Regions from separate parts of the Mus musculus genome. Here region 1 is linked to region 2. A link is a contact called in public promoter capture Hi-C data. All regions are on one chromosome and are shown on one strand. The core of a region is the stretch at or near the end of the contact, and the rest is flanking DNA. Distances in the headings are between cores, read along the strand shown. Region 1 holds the start of Qprt (quinolinate phosphoribosyltransferase). Region 2 holds the start of Zg16 (zymogen granule protein 16).

Region 1 (6,057 bases), core at 1,218-3,717, 69 kb after region 2:
TTTGTGAAGGTGTTTAATCCCACAATCCTCTGGGAAAGACACTATTTTTAATTTACCAACAAGAAAGCTGAGCACAGCAAGGTGAAGTATGGGGTCTAGGTGGCATAGCTGTCAAGTGTCAGAAATGGGATTTTATGTAGGTGACTCTGGGGTCCCCTCTAAGCTCTGTGCTTGGGAGGCCACAGAGATGTCCATGAGGGGAGTGTGTGTGAGTGTGTATGTGCACGTGTGTGCACGCACACACATTTGAGCCTGTGTATAGAGGCCAGAGACTAATGACCAGTGTGCTTTTCTTTTTCAAGACAAGACCTCAGTGTGTAGCTCTGATCCTCTTGAAACTCACTATGTAGACCAGGCTGGCCTCAAACTCACACCTGGCTAATGTCTACTGTGTTTTTCTATCATTCCTGAGCTCAACTCAGGATCTGCCTACAACTCCCACCCCTCCGCCTCTTCAACACACCGAGTGTGAGCATTGCAGGCTAACTTTTGTGTGAGTCCTGGGGAATCTGAACTCATGCTGGTAAGGCTGGTACTTTACCCACTGAGCCCTCTCTCGAGACCCCATCCTTGAGTATGTGAGGTTTTTAATTTATTCTTATTAAGAATTTGGGTCTGGAGCCTGTGGTGGATCACACACCAGTAATGTCAGCACTTGGGAGGCTGGGGCTCATCGTAAGTTCAAGGTCACTCTGAGCTACATGAGTTGCAAGCCATGTTGGGCTGTGAATCAAGACCCTGGAGATGTGGCCCTGCATATCACTGAGGCTCAAAGGTTAAGTCCACACTGTTCTTGCAGAAGATCCAAGTTCTGTTCCTAGCACACACATCAGGTGGCTCACAACCGCCTGTAACTGTAGGGAGACCCAATGCCTATGGCATCTGGCAACCCCACACATGTGTGCATAACTCCTGCCATGCATAAACAGAATTTAAAATATTAAAAAAATACTCTGTCTTAGGAATAAACAAAACCAGGCACACCCCTTTAATCTCGGCACCCGGGAGGCATAGGCAGGAAGATTGCTGAGTGTTCCAGCCCAGCTAGGGCTCCACAGTGAGGACCTGTCTCAAAACTAAATGAATAATCAGAGGGGAAAGACAGTTCAGGAGGCCCCAAGCTCCATCCCCAGAGACGTACAAAGGTGGAAAGAAGAAGAGAACAACCTCTGAAAAGATGTCCTCTGACCTCCACACTGTGACACCTGACACCCCCACCACCATGCACTCACATACAATAATAAGTTTAAAAATTCAGAAACCCGGGTTGGATGAAAAATGCCATTATTGAACCCCCTTTCTCAGAAAAGGGAATCCATGGCTATTTTCTCAGAATTTCATATTCATGTTGGGCATCCATGCCCTCCCTGAACACCCACCCACAGTTCCTCAGTAAAGAACTCAGGAACCGGGACACTTGCAAAGGTGGTTGAGTTTCCCTACCACCCTGAAGCATCTTCCAGATGCAGAAACCTAGAATCCTTCTGGGTAACTTCCCAGGGTTCCCACAGCTGTGAATCCCCTGGCCTCAAATCCAGGGCAGTGTTAATGTTAGGAGGGAAAGGCAGACCAGGCAGAACACACGGGTTTGATCCCAGCACTTGGCAGGCGGCCGGCGGCAAATTTCGGTAAGTTTGAGGCCAGCCCGATCAGCACAGGCAACTCCCCAGATTCTAGCCAGACCTACAAATCCAGAGCAGGCTCCACAGGCAGGCCAGAGGAGTTGCATGCAAACCGGCAGGAAAGTGGGGAGGATGGGGGAGGAGGCCCCAGGGAGGAAAGGGAAACACAAAAGATTTAAATAAGAGCGGCAAACCTACTAGGGTGGAAGGTCTTAAGCATGCTGCGCAAGTGTCGACCACTGAGCTACACCCCAGACCCAATGCTACTGCAAGAAAAAGAGGCTGTGAGGCTGTAGAAGTCTTCCGATGGCCCTGCAGCCTGTCCTTGATGCACTCTAGGCTCAAGCAGGTGCTGTGAGTCCCAAGCCAGACTCTGCGGCCTGAGCGCAGTCTCCGACTTCATCCCCTCCCCGCCCCCCACACTCTACAGGGATGAGACCGGACTTTGCCTCCGCTTCTCTTGGCTGCTAACAAGGGACAGAGTCCAGGGCTGCTCCCCTTTCCAAACTCCCACTACCAGTCCATCTGACCCCAGCAGAGCAACCCCATCCATTCTGTTCCCAAGCTTCTGCCCTTCCGTAGGGCTCAACACAGAAAGAACCGCGAAGCAAGAGGAGGATTTTGGAGGTTCAAACAAGACAGAGAGAAGCGGACTTGGGAACAAGATCCAAGGAGAGGCCACAAGGGGTTCTTTAGAGAAGAGAGAGGGAGGCAGATGGCTGAAATAGGAAGAGGGACGGGCAGTAGGGGACATAGAAAACAGGAACACAGAGCAGAGACTTAGGTCACCTTCAGGGTCCATGGTGACTTGGAGCAGCCAGCGGGTCAGTGTGTTCACCACAGTTCAGGTCGAATGTTCCCAGAAGCTGAGGCTGGGGGTGGGGCTGCCAGAGAGAGGGGAGGGAGGGGCCGAGCTGGGTCAGTCCTTCCTAAGAGCCCTCACGGTACACCTCTTTGGACCCTCGCTGAGCCAGCCCCACTGCGAACCCCAGAATCAGTGGGAAGTGCTCAGCTGTGAGCACTTAGAAATTCTGACTCCTCTGGCACCAAACAGGCCCTGTTTTCTCCACTTCCAGCCCTGCTGGAGCTCCCTCGGAGTGCAGGGCCATGAATGCCGGACCTCACTCTCCTATGAGGGCCGGAAAGCCTTGTTAGTGGTGTGCTGGGAAAATCGTGGATCCCAGACCTGCACTCAAGCCCCAATTCCGTTCTCCCTAACCCCACCAGAGAGAGGCTCTCACTGTATAGATCCACCTCCTGTGTCCCCAGCCCGTGCTAGGATTAAAGCGCGCACAAGCACATGCGGCCCATTCTCTTTTTATCTCAAATTTTCTGAGGGACAGAGTAGGAACCCCACAAATATCCCCTCATCCCTCCCACTTTTCCTGAGAGCTGCAGTCTGAATGTGCTCCCCCAAAGTCAGTGTGTTGAAAACTTACCCCCCCAAATTTATAGAAATTTGGAGGAGGGGTTTTGGATGAGGCCCTAAGGGTGACGGAGGAGACTGTAGCATCAGTGACTTTGTAGCAGACTGAGAAATATTGCATGTTCTGGATCATATGTGGCTCCTAGCTCTAAATCTTTGGTCATGTATGTTTAACCTGGAGTACACGTGGGAGCCAGAAAACTAGAGATGGACCACAAGGGTGGATACCTAAGGGCTGGGTCAGGGAAATAAAGTAGAGAAGGATGGAATGGGGAAGGGTCAAACCTGGGGGAGGGAGCAAGGTTAGCCAAAATAAAAGGTATATGAAAAAGCTATAGGGAAACCATCTTCCAACCCAAGAAAAAACTATTAGTGAAGATAGTAGAACACTGAGATGTGAAACGAGAGAGAGAGAGAGAGAGAGAGAGTGAGAGAGAGAGAGAGAGAGAGAGAGAGAGAGAGAGACTCAGGGTTAAAGTGAAGAAAAGAGATTCAGAAAAGGGTGGGGGGAAGGGAAGCCCAAACTAAGCGTATATGAGGAAGCATTGCAGGAACCCACTGTTCTGAAAGCTATTTTTAAATATATAATATTTTTTAAATAGGGAGTTGAGCAGAAGTACCCTGCATGAGTGCTTCCCAGAAGACATGAATTATTAAATGAGAACCTCAGTGCCGGGGTGAGCCCTCTCCCTGTGAGTTACTGGTCAGTAAGGCTCCAGATGCTCCGAAAACAGCACACTACTGCTATTGCTCTTGGCTGTGCACCGTAACTACAGGGTGAGACTCGATTGCTGAGAATACCACTCCTAATGCAGAACATAACAAAATTAACCTTGAGCTGACCAGGAAACTTTCTCCCTGTTGGCTAGCCTGCACAATGCCATACAGGCTTCTGGGAGGGGAAAGACATGTATCTTACCTAGTGCTGGACCCATCACGCTGTAACTGACAGGATAGATGCAAGCGAGAGTGGTAGGGTACCCTTGACTCATGCCAAGGTTCCCATGAGAAATTACTCCACAAAACAGATCTAGTATAAGAGGTTTATTGGGGAGGAGAGAACATGAAGGAGATAGAGGCAAACTGACAGGCAGACAGACAAGGAAAGGGAATAGGAGAAAGAAACATGAGACAAGGCAGAGAGAGCAGAAAGAAGACACAGAGAAGGATCTGGGGTGTCTGGGAGCTCATACCTGGCACACCTGGTGGTGGCAGGTAATGATGTAAGCAGCCAGTAGGTCCCTGGGACCGGCCAGTGGGATCAGCTGTTTGCCAGCAGTAACACTGCCCTGTGGATAAGATATGACCTCTGATGTTATAGTGTGTCTTAGTCAGGGTTTCCTTTGCTGTGAAGAGACAGCATGATCAAGGCAACTCTTATAAAGAACATCATTTAATTGGGACTGGCTTGCACTTTCAAAGATTAGTCCATTATCATTAAGGCAGGAGCATGGCAGTACCCAGGCAGACATAGTGCTGGAGAAGGAACTGAGAGTTCTACATCTTGATCCCAAGGCAGGCAGAAGGAGCATCTTTAAAAAATCTTTTTTTAAAAAAGTCTGTGAGCCAGATATGGAACTACACAGCTTTAAACCCCATACCCAGAGAGCAGAGGTAGGCAGGTGGATCTCTGAGTTGGAGGTCAGCTTGGTCTACATAGTAAGACCCTCCCATCTCAAAAACAAAAAGATCTGGGCAGAAAGATGAAATGGAAACATCTAGGTTTTGTTTTGTTTTGTTTTGGAAAGTTAGTTATGTCAAGTGATGTTTTGCTGGAGTAGACACAAGTGAAAGGATGCTTGGATATAGCAGACAGGTGGAAGGACCTGTGATGAAGGCATAGAAATATGGCCCACAGACAGTGGGAGGAGTTTGGTTTGCTCCACCTCAATTTTCTTCGCATGTATTGGTTCGCCTTACAGTGTTGTTGAGCTCACTTTGTCATATGGCAACCATTGAGAGAAACTCACCCAAGAACTGCTCATGAGGTTCCTGTGGCAGCTTGCTGATGCCACAGCCTTGCCTCAGGCCAGCTGATGAGCCTGGCGGTTTCTTCAGGATTGAACTACAGCTGCCTGGTGTCTGCTTGCTGAAAGGACTGGACTGCAGCTGCTGGTTCATGTCTGGTGTCTGCCTGCCTAGAGGACCAGTCTGCAGCTGCTGGTCGTGTTTGGTGTTTGCTACAGGACTGAACTGCTGCCTAAGAAGATCGAGCTTGCCCCCAAAGAGCTATAGCTGAACAGATCCACTTCCTCCATATCCTAATAAATTTTCTCTTCCACTACTTCTGCTGGGTGGTTGAACCCTTATTAAAAGTAGGTTGCAATGGGCTGGAGAGATGGCTCAGCAGTTAAGAACACTGACTGCTCTTCCAGAGGTCCTGAGTTCAATTCCCAGAAATCATGTGGTGACTCACAACCATCTGTAATGGGCATCTGATGCCACCTTCTGGTGTGTCTGAAGACAGCTACAGAATACCCATATACATGAAGCAAATAAATCTTTTTTTTAAAGATTTATTTATTTATTTATTTATTTATTTATTATATGTAAACACACTGTAGCTGTCTTCAGACACATTTTCTTCTCACTCTGGCCCTGCTGGCTCGCTTGCTCGCTGTAGCTGTCTTCAGACACCCCAGAAGAGGGCATCAGATCTCATTATGGATGGTTGTGAGCCATCATGTGGTTGCTGGGATTTAAACTCACGACCTCTGGAAGAGCAGTCGGCGCTCTTAACCGCTGAGCCATCTCTCCAGCACTGCAAATAAATATTTTTTAATTTTTATTTATTTGTTTGTTTGTTTGTTTTTCGAGACAGGTTCTCTCTGTGTAGCCCTTGGCTGTCCTAGAACTCACTCTGTAGACCAAGCTGGCCTCAAACTCAGAAATCTGCCTGTCTCTGCCTCCCAAGTGCTGGGATTAAAGGCGTGTGCCACCACTGCCGGGCTTATAAATCTTTAAAAAAAAAAAAAAATAGGTTGCAAAAAATTTATGCCTACAGAAAAA
Region 2 (5,244 bases), core at 1,670-4,169:
AGCAAGTTGGTGCAACTGAGCCTTACCCTAGCCTCTGAATTATTAGGAAAAATTCTCAGGGGTTATCTTTGGAAAGAGCCAGTGTAGGCAGAATATTGTCTCTTTTTGATAATGTATAAAGAAAAGCCCCACCAGGCAATGATAATCCCAGCGCTCAGGAGGCAGAGCCAGGTAGATCTCCAGTCGTGGTGGCACACCCCTCTAACCCCAGCACTCTGGAAGCAGAGGCAGAAATAAAGTCAATTTCTGTGAGTTCGAGGCCAGCCTGGTATACATAGTGAGTTTCAAAACAGCCAGGGCTATGTAGAGAGACTCTGTCTCAAAAACATTATTTTCATTTTTTTTAAAGCCAGAAATACGATTCACACATTTCTACTAGAATTAGGATGTGGAAAAACACTGTCTTTAACCATATCCTTTTATTAAGCTATTTGCATACTTTCATGGGGCTTGGTGATAAGGGAGTTCTCACCACCACCACCCCCATACACACACAGCACCCCTGACAGAAAGGAAGGTGGGTTTCATTCAGCAAGTGTTGCAGTGGCTAGGGTAGGTATCCCAGTGCAGGCTAATAGAATCTATGGCAGAGCCAGATCGCCCACTAATGAAACGGAGGACAGTGTTGGGATGCAAGGGAACAGCGTTGAAACTTGTGCCTGAGGCTTTTCCAAAAGGCAGGTAGCGGCCCTTGTCCGTCACGAAGATCATCTGCTTCACGTATGATTTGTACTTGCCAGACACCTGGATCACAGATTCCCCGGGGTGCAGAAAGATCTCCTCCAGGTCTCCCTGTGTGCCACCTACATAGTCACTCCACACTGTGCCATAGCGCACCTGGAGACTGGAGGCAGGGGTGAGAAGAGAAGAAGGAACACATTGGACATGATTATCAAAATTCAAGACCAGGCTGCCGAGATGCCTCAGCTGGTAGAAACGCTTGCTGCGAAACCTGACAACCTTAGTTCAACCCCTAGGACCCACATGTGGAGGGAGAGAACCCCATTCCCACATGGCTTCCACACGCACAATGAGGCGTTTGAACACCCACACACATTGTGCACACCAGCATAACAAATGAAAAAAGATTTCTGACCTGGAGAGATGGCTCAGAGGATAAGAGCAGTGACTGCTCTTCCAGAGATCCTGCGTTCAAATCCCAGCAACCACATGGTTGCTCACAACCATCCATAATGGGATCTGATGCCCTCTGCTGGTGTGTCTGAAGAGAGCAACAGTATACTCGCATACATAAAAATAAACAAATAAATCTTAAAAAAATAAAATAAAATCAAGACTTCTTCGACTACATGCTGAGAACTTCAGGCTGGTGACAAATTCCATATGTTATAAAGGCTGCGTGAGCCCTAGGAGACCATGCAGAGAATCTTAGCCTCTCTTTTTAATGGCAAATAGGCTTGTGGAACGAAAGTTAGTTTCTCAGGGTCACTTAGACAACAAGAGTCTGAGTTTGCTCACAATACACACTTCAAAGAGGCCCGAGGATTTCAAACACCAGAAGACTGCCCAGGCCAGACAGGGAAGAGACAAGCCAACAACTGGCTCATGGTTCAGAACATGGAACAGAAAGAAATACATTTGGCTCTTCATGTGATGGAAGTTTCCAGCTGGAGGGTGGGATAGAACTATTCCAGGACAGACAACAAGCAGGGACAAAGGATGCTCAACAGAAATGTTGGAAATAGGTTTAAACCAAAGGTGAAATCCAACCCAGGTAATGTAAGGCTCCTGGGTGTTTGTGATTACAACGTGCCAAGGTGTGCACAGGTGCGACCCAAGGTCAGCGAGAACTTTCCAACTTAGCAAGGTCCTAGACAGATCCCAACGTACAGAAACGCAGAGACTCTTACCCTACTATGTAGTATCTGTTGACCCGGATACGGAAGGCGGTGATGGGGCCGTCCAGCTGGTTGCCAGAATGAGAGAATCGCTTTCCTCCTTTACCTCCATACTCTCCACTGTAAGAGGATGTCCTGGACTGAACTAGAGGGGAAAGAAAGGCCTGGAGGCACAGATGCTCTGGGAGCACAGCTGTCCCCCATACCCTCCTGCCTCCCACCACCCAAGCCAGCCTCTGACAATCCTGGCCAGCGGCAGTACACGGGCTGCCTTCCCATGATCTCCCTGTGGCATTTCACTTACTGGAATTAGCAGAGGCCGAGGCACAAAGAAGGACTAAGAGGGCGACGGCCAACATTCTGAGGCTGCGGTGGGAAGAAAGTTAAAAAGAAAGCTCATTCCGTGATGTGACTGTGGCTACTCGTCTCTCCAGATCCAAAAGAGAATCCTAACTTCCTTTCAGTCTGTCCAGCTGAGTCAAGCCTTCCTCCATCCCCGCACAATAAACAAGAGAGCTTTCTGAAGAGGAAGTAAAGGCCATCTCCAGAGTCCTGAGGCAGTTGAGTTGGTGAACCAAGAATCTGAGCAAAACCTACCTGAAGTCATCTAGTCTATGAAGTATCTGAGGCACACTTAAGTCTCTAGCATCATTCTACTCTTAAATCAAGGCAAAGAAGATTTTAGAGGTGCCTCCATGTGACCTTGGGAGCAAAGGAGATGACAGAAGACACTGTGCCAACGACAAGGGTCTGAGAAGACCTGGTGGAGCTGAGAGAGGCTAATAGGAGGGATATGTGTGAGCTCAAGACATCAGATCCCAGGCAACTTGTCTGTGTATCATAACCCTGTCTCCACCAGCCAAACTGTCCATATCCATCCCCCCAAGCATCCCTCAGCCAAAACCAGACATCTTTGCACTCCAAAGCAGCTCACATCCAGGAGCTGATACCCAAGTCTCCCCTGCTACAGTCCAGGCATTGTCTTTTCTAGCTCATCTCTGAGTATCTCCCAACTTACCTTTCCCCTAGAAGTTGCAGATGCTAGTCTTCTAGAAATTTCCAGAGCTTTTATACCAGGTCCAAGCCCTCCCACTGTTCTTTATCCTGTGAACCTCACCTGCTGAGCAAACATGATCAGCTTCTTAGGGTCAGGTGTCAAGCAGGCCTGGAACATCTTATCCTGCCTCTCCCGCAAGGGTTACAGGTGGCAAGGTGGGGTCCACTCTAGACAATGTGCCAGGTTTGTGAAGAGACAATTTGCTAAAAGTCCACCTGAAGGGTGGGGAAAGCAGTTAGTATTTAAAGAGTGTGATTAATCCAGACATGGTGGCTCATGTCTGTAATACCAACATTTGAGGGGTGGGGAGAGGGTCATGAGTTCAAGGCCAGGCTGGGCTGTAGATGAGACCCTGTCTGAAAACACAAACAAACAAATGAGAATGTAATCCAAGAGCTGTAGGTATTCATCCCTGAGAATCAGTCCTTGCCCTAGGTCAGCCCCAAGAACTGACCCCAGGTAACTGTCAACCTCAACAGTCATTTGTGATACATCTTCTCCTAGAAAACAAAATCACTTTCAACTCTGAGCAGTGCCAAATATTTGCCTGATAATTTTTCTCTATTTGTTGGTATTATATTATGAAAAAATCTAATTATAAAGCTTAAAAAAATAAATAGTGAGCACCTATATCACAAAGTCTGATGTTATTAATGCTTTGCCATGCCTGGGCTATCTGTCCTTCATCCTTACATCTACCCATCCTCAGTCAGACACTTCTCAAGTCTTTTTTTCTCTGAGAAGGGGAGCCTGGGGCTACAAGTGGGCAGTCCAATGGGCATGTGGGAAGCAGAGGGACAGAGTTTATACAAGTCCTCCTCTGCGAATACTTAGACACTCTGTGAGGACTAGACCCTCAGGACCTCCAGGCACCATGGTTATAGATCACCAGAGTGAGCTGTCCCTTTCCTTAGGTCTGAAACACCTCAGATCAATGCTGTTGATTTCTTCTTCCTTTAGGTCCTTCCCTTCCAAGGCTGATTTCCTCTTGATCTAAAGTCCCTAGACCGGACCCCTAAGTACTAGTACTTGAGACCCTGTTAGACCAGCCCTGTGATCCCTGAGTCACCAGGACCTTCCCAGCAGAGAGGTTGGAGCCTAGGGAGGAGCTAGAATAAGCAGTGTCAGGCCTTAATGACCCGCAGTCAGGAATTCAGAGCATACACCCCTTGCCTTGCAGGCTCACCATCTGGGACTGAAAACTCATCCCAGATAGCTAGAGTCCTGCCCTGAGGAACCAGAAATAGGGCAGGGCTCCTGGTGATAATAGATCCCAGGAATAGAGCCAGACAGCCACCACTATTCCACCTCCCCTTCCTCTCCTCTTCTCCATGTTCAAGAGTATCACTGGCCTCACTCCCCTCGTTTTCTGTCCATTCCGCTGCTTTTCGTTCCCATTCTGCGTATGTGCTGATGTTCCCCACATTTCCGACTCTAAGTTCCTTTGTTTTTATTCTTTCCCTTCCCTGGACATAGCCACTGGAGTCTTCACTTCCTTACTTCCCGTCTCTCCCAAGCCCTCCCTCTAGCGTCTTTCCTCTCAGTGTCATCTGGCTCTCTCTTTTTGTTATTGGGGCACATCATACACACAGTCTGATACCAAACCCTGGGGGGATATGCTTGTATTTCTTACATGACATACCCAGGACCTTTGGGACAGAAGTCTACCTAACTTGTCACAGTTTCAATCTATTGCTCTTACTCTTCCTATGCGGAGTCAGGAGCGCCCCACCTCCTCAACCTGGTTCTGAGGTTTCCTTACAGCAAGTCCTTCTTCCCGAAGTCTAAGAGATTCCTCTGGTGGGACGTATCTCAAAATCCCTCCCTGATCTGTTCAGAGACAAGGAGGTCATCACAAAGCTATGGTAGGTAACTCTAAGATTGCATCTGAGCTGGTGACTGAGGCATTCAAAGTCAGGAAAAGTCTACAGGGTAGACTCACAGGCTGCTATCTCAGTAGCCTCCGTTGTCCGGAGGTACCTGTAACCCGGGTTCCATCCAAAGCCCACTTGCCCACTAATTCTAGATGATGTGCTATAAACCTCACCTCATCCCTGGTTCTACAATGAACCGCCAACACCTTCCAAAGCTTTCTGCTACTGCAGGATTACTGACATTCCTCCTTTTCCTCTGTTCCCTTGGTAACGAAACAAACTCAACCTATGTTGATGACTATGTTGGAGACCCCATTTTGCCAGAGAGGTAGCAAGGGAGCCAACAGCCTACTTCAGAAACCTTCTGTTCCAATGAGAGGAATTGGACAAATTGATGTTAGTATAAAATATGTCAAAGCTATGAAGCAATGAAAGAAGGGGGTGTGAGAGGATA

Evidence for each region. Capture Hi-C pulls out chosen DNA fragments and counts their contacts.
Region 1: a contact with region 2 is called in a promoter capture Hi-C map of adipose tissue. The contact joins the promoter of Qprt here to the promoter of Zg16 in region 2. A contact is called at or near these places in 4 of 39 promoter capture datasets (the SN4741 cell line, embryonic stem cells, macrophages and 1 more), 1 of 15 datasets of contacts at CTCF or cohesin (large pre-B cells), 1 of 484 Hi-C or Micro-C datasets (bone marrow-derived macrophages), 6 of 115 datasets of contacts at active chromatin or transcription factors (CD8 T cells and embryonic stem cells) and 5 of 9 other capture datasets (adipose tissue, embryonic stem cells, liver and 2 more).

The regions. Positions count from the first base shown.
Region 1 is chr7:127,119,562-127,125,618 of GRCm38.p6, forward strand. Qprt (quinolinate phosphoribosyltransferase) reads right to left here and starts at 2,468. Exons shown (of 4, transcript NM_133686.1): 1 at 2,412-2,468. The coding sequence starts at 2,424. It also overlaps a transcript of Spn not described here.
Region 2 is chr7:127,049,756-127,054,999 of GRCm38.p6, forward strand. Zg16 (zymogen granule protein 16) reads right to left here and starts at 2,920. Exons shown (of 4, transcript NM_026918.3): 1 at 2,878-2,920; 2 at 2,164-2,225; 3 at 1,872-2,004; 4 at 401-844. The coding sequence starts at 2,218. The coding sequence ends at 529.